2 separate regions of the Mus musculus genome follow, and region 2 is linked to region 1. The links are chromatin contacts, called in public Hi-C maps. All regions are on one chromosome and are shown on one strand. Each heading gives the region's core, a stretch centred on a gene start, on an enhancer-like site or on the middle of the called end of the contact. The rest is flanking DNA. Distances are from core to core; before and after follow the strand shown.

Evidence for each region. A called contact is a pair of places that touch in the nucleus more often than the background predicts.
Region 2: a contact with region 1 is called in a Hi-C map of uterus, with 2.3 times the contacts expected there. The contact joins two enhancer-like sites. A contact is called at or near these places in 3 of 484 Hi-C or Micro-C datasets (nephron progenitors and uterus) and 3 of 9 other capture datasets (adipose tissue, liver and pancreatic islet).

The regions. Positions count from the first base shown.
Region 1 is chr5:102,728,452-102,730,966 of GRCm38.p6, forward strand. All of the region lies in intron 3 of Arhgap24 (Rho GTPase activating protein 24), which reads left to right. Among named protein-coding and RNA genes, the nearest start is that of Gm30396, 98 kb to the left of the region's middle. Within about 2 kb of position 1,255, at least 13 of the 459 cell types and tissues checked have an H3K27ac peak or open chromatin away from gene starts, as enhancers often do. A contact at or near this core is called in uterus, where this site is marked.
Region 2 is chr5:102,802,465-102,804,979 of GRCm38.p6, forward strand. The region is part of intron 3 of Arhgap24 (Rho GTPase activating protein 24); the gene reads left to right. Among named protein-coding and RNA genes, the nearest start is that of Gm30396, 170 kb to the left of the region's middle. Within about 2 kb of position 1,262, at least 12 of the 459 cell types and tissues checked have an H3K27ac peak or open chromatin away from gene starts, as enhancers often do. A contact at or near this core is called in uterus, where this site is marked.

The sequences.
Region 1 (2,515 bases), core at 5-2,504:
GAAATATTAGGATCTGTCTCCCCCAAAACTAGAATTCAGGGAACAATTCATAAGGAGCAGTCATGCTCAATGCTGTGGGTTTCTCAAGACATTAAACAGGGAAGAAATCACTGTTATGTTCTCATTAAAAAAACAAAAACAAAACAAAAAAAAACCTGCATTGAATTACAACCCTTTAGAAAGAATGCTTAAGTTAACTTAAGTACATCCTTGTAGACTGGCCTTGGTGTAATATAAATAAGGACTTTTGGATAATTTAAGAGGTGATGTGGTCAAAGATCATAGTTCATTTTGTGGTTATGCAAGAAACATCTGTTGAACAAATATGCAATTCAAGTCTTTAAAGGTATCAACAAATAAGACAGCCACCAACACTCCTGTGGTTCCCTGTGTATTTCATTATGTGAGATTCACAAGTGATTCACACTAAAATGCCAACACTCCATTACTTTTTGCTATAAACTCATAAAACTGCTATTAGCCAACAGTAATTAGGAATTTTAAACTTTCTGTGAAGAAAAGGCACCACAAAGTCTATAAGAATTTGAAAGCAGAAGTACACGAGGAAGACCTCTATGAGGCCTGGGTTTGGGGGAATTTTGTTTTGTTTTGTTTACTTTGTGGGAAACTTTGTATCATTTTACTTTGTATCATTGCACTTTACAAAGTGAAACTTTGTATCCCTTTGGAGAACCACAAAGTAGGTCAAGGCTGTGTGTTGTTCTGTGCTGTGCTTGTCTGCCTGTCTATAGACAGCAGAACACATTTCCTGTGACTACAATCTATATTGTTTCGTGCTCTGTTGGGAATGAAGTTGAGCTCAGTGTGTTCTTTCCCGCAGGAGTTTTGTTGATTTGGTTATGTTGAAGAAGTAGCTGAAATGAAAAAGTCCTTCAAAAAAAAAAAAAAACCAACATGGGGGAACAAAATCTGTAACCATGTGACTTGCTTAGGTCCTGTGTTTCTGTGCGCTCTCTCCCTCTCCCTCTCCCTCTCCCTCTCCCTCTCCCTCTCCCTCTCCCTCTCCCTCTCTCTCTCTTACCATCTCCATCCAGAAAAGAGGCAAACAATCTGAGGGATACATTTACAGGACAAGGAAAGACAGCACAACTTCCTCCACTCTGAGTAAGAAGTCATCCATGTCCTCTCTTCCCTGAAAATCCCCAGGGGGAGGACGGCTTCTTTCTCTCCTCCAAAGAAGGGGTCAAGAGTCTATGCCAGAAGTCTCTCTTACACAAGGAGCAATAAACATGTAAAGCTATGGGAACTTTGTAAAATAGCTGTCATTCTGTTAATGAATATTTGCTAAGGAATTTCCTGGGCCACTGGTGTTTATGGAACTTTTAAACAAAATGTTTTTGAAGACAGAACTAAGACTCGACTCACAAATTAAAACCCCTCTACTCGCAACAATGCTTTTCCTCGGTGTGCAATTGATGTTCTGGCCTCTGTTGCACTAAAACGCCGAACACTCAACTCAGCCACTCACTCTCTCCTCTGTGCCAGCAAAAATGTCTGTGTTCTGCCTGTGCTTCCTTGCTTCCCTCTTATGCCAGTGTTCAACTTTACCACAAAGGCCAAGATTACCTGAAGAAGGGTGCGGAGGATGGCTGGCTTAGTGACCAGTCTTAACTGGGTTTCGTCTTTGTCCTTACTTTCTGTTTTCTCCATTCACACTGTCCTCTCAGGTCAGGCACCTTGCCATCAATTCTGCCTCTTGATGTGAGAGATTTTGTCTCTGCTTCTATTTGTGCCCAGGGATTCCTTCTGTGCCTCCTCTGCAGCAATCAGTGGTTTTCTTCCTATGTTCTTGATTTGAATTCTGCATCTGTCTTATTTTCTTCCACAGCTTTTCTTCCTCTGAAAATGTCATCTAGTCTCATGGCTTCAGTCCCAAGCCAGCTTAGGTATCTGCTCAACAAATCTGTCCTAAGCTTTATATGAGTTTTCATGAAGGGTGACATGATTGGGTGTGTGCCTTCCTGGTATCTGGATGCCCAGCTCTGCAGAAAACTAGATGTCACCCACACTGCACAGCCTTGGATAGTTTCCTCACTAACATAGGCTCTGAAGTCCCAGAATTCAGCTGCCTCACTCTCCATAGCTTCCCTCACTAAAACTGCCCCTCACTGTGTGTGTCTCTTTCTCACTAGAGATCAGACACAAATCTCCCTAGGCTGTTTTATTTTCACACATGGTTCCCCTGTAGCCTATGACTAGCTCACTCTGTGGGACAAGAGCTTCACACTTAGAGATCTGCCTGCCTCTGCCTTCCAAGCTTTGGTATTCAGGGAGTGAACATCCACGTGCAGGTTATCACGGGTTAAAAACTCTGTTCTTGACATATTTCTCTCTCTATTCTCATGGCCACCATGTTGCCGAACATTTAATTATCTTATCCCTTGGTAGGCTTTTGCCTCATCACTGCTATTTCTCTAAGGTCTTCTACACCACTCACCATCTATCTAGCTGTGTGGCAACTTAAAACCAAAGATAGAAAACAGATGATTGATGG
Region 2 (2,515 bases), core at 12-2,511, 74 kb after region 1:
ACAGATACTACCTATGCATTCTCACTGTCTCTTAATTATTGGACAGCATTAAAACCCTAACATACAAATGAGAAGGAATCACATTTATTAAAAATAATGAGTATAGCCAATATGTTTAAAAGTCTGCTCCTCTGAACTTGACAAGTAACTTGTCTAAACTACTATATGCCCACAGGAAGAACAATGGAAATATTTATGGATTTTTTACTCATGTACTTCAGACACATTGAATGGGCATTTGTTTTTCTCCAACACAACATTGTAGACCAGCGCCTTTGAGCTTTTGATCTTCTCGCCTTCTACAAGTGCATTTGAACTTCTTACGTATCATGTTACATTAAAGAAAAACAATCAGCGTGTCAATATAGGAACCCCTCAAAATCATAAATCACACAGAAAACAAGCGAAATTGAACAAATAGAGTTGAACAACTAAAGTGAGACAAAAAAAAAAGTCAGGGTGAGTTGTGATATTGTTGACTCAGGACTTCAAAGAATCCTGCGTGTGACATCCGTGTCATGCACAAAATATCCTAAGACTGCAACAACTCAATGATGCACCTGCCACTTGCTGGTATGGATGGATGGGCCTGCCATGTGGACTCCAAAATTAGACAGACATCAAACTCTGCAGCCTGCTGCTTCCTATACCAAGTCTGAGTCACTAACGGCTCCTTGACTCTACTCCCTCTCTGTAAGCAGGAACACTTAGAATTCCTGTAAGAATATCCCGTATAAATCACCATCGAACAAATTATTCCCAGCCACTTGAAAATCTGTTAATTCACCTCTTTCCCTTTAATGCTCTTTCCCATGTTTCTTTTCCACTTGACACACAGCCTTTGTCTTAAGTCACTTCATTCAACAAATGCTTCAGATAATCTCCCTTGTACCAAGGTTACTGTGCCATCGGATGATTGACAAGGCCTGCCTGAGTGATGCTGCCCCTGGGAGCTCATATAGAAGAGTAGGTCAGGAAAACCAACCTGGGTAACATGATGAGGGCAGCCCCAGCAGTCCAGAGTGTGCAGAAAGAGCAGGCTGCTGCGTGGCCACAGGCTGTCCTTTATTTCCCAGTCATCATCTCAGGAGCCATCACTTCCTGCATTACTATTACTATGGTGGAATCGCCTTGGTTTTCTGTCATCTGACCTGTCCAGAAATTCTTCAGTCCTCCACAAACACATGCATCTATTCATTGGTCCATGCAGGCCAATAAGGATCAGATTAATGGCTTTCCAGCCTTTATGGCTATGCTCCCTCATGTTCTCTGAGTGCTCGTTCCTAAGGGAACCACGCATCTCCCCCCTTCAAGGCCCAGGGAACACTGCAGATGATGGTGTGGGAAGAAAAGAAGAGCCAGAGGGCCGAGAGGAGAGCTGTGACCTGTGCTCTTCTAGACAAGACACAGCTGTTACACTCATGAGCTCACAGTTGCCAAACAATTGGCCAAACAGGAGGGAGGAGCTCTGTGAGAAGTTGTAAGAAGTTAATTGTGGCCAGAGGAGGAGGAGGAGCCATGATCTCGCCACTGCTAAGTAGCCAAAGTGCCTGCAGTAAATGATCTCCTACCTGGGCACATGCAAGAGCTCTAATTAAATGCATGTGTCACAACAACAACAATAATAACAACAATAACAACCAAGAACTGTAAGGAGAAGGGATAGGAACAGAGCAATGAGAAACAGAAGAAGAGAGTTGGAGCTTGGCAGGAGTTGGGGGTATAAAAGAGGGTAATGGGATAAGTATCAATAAATGTATATGTGTGTATTTGTGCTTGACACGTTCAAAAGAAAAAAATTCGATTTGTACCACAGTGTGTAGAGTGTCTCATGGGGTGTAGTTACTATACCTCAATAAAGATTTCGGAAAGATTGTAAGCACAGTATTTTAATGGAGCCACAATGTGGGTGTCTATCATGCTTACATACATTGTAGAAAATAGAACTTCCAAAATTTGGAATGTAAAAGATTGATTAATTGATAGCCAGTCCACTTTCATTGTCTTTAAAATAGTCATGGCCCTTCTTAACATGCAATGGGAGTTAGGACTCACTATTAAGTAGAAGGCAGTGCAGACTCGAACAACACTTTGAGTGAATGTTGAAGCCACGGCGAACTCTCTACATTGAAAAGATTTTCTATTGGTTTTGTCCTTAACCATATCTTGGAAGAAGCGATGTAGTCCTGTCCTTTGTGAAGTTGTGCAATACGCTTCTCCCATGGTCAATGTTGAACACATTTGTTATGACATTGAAGAGCTAGCCGAGGCATCCCTAAAGAGGTTAATGAAATAGCTACTTTCAAGTGTTTGCCTGTATCTCCCATTTAACTTTCCTATCACATTGTGCCTGCTTTCTCCAGAACCTTGAGTTTTTCTTCTCCGGCCAAACTGCATGGTTAAGATGTCACCATTGTGAGGGTGTTAAAGAACTGTGTAAAAACTTGGACTGAGAAACTACAGGGCAGTCAGTCTCTACTGAGCAGTTCAGCCATGTTTTCTCCCAAATGTTCCA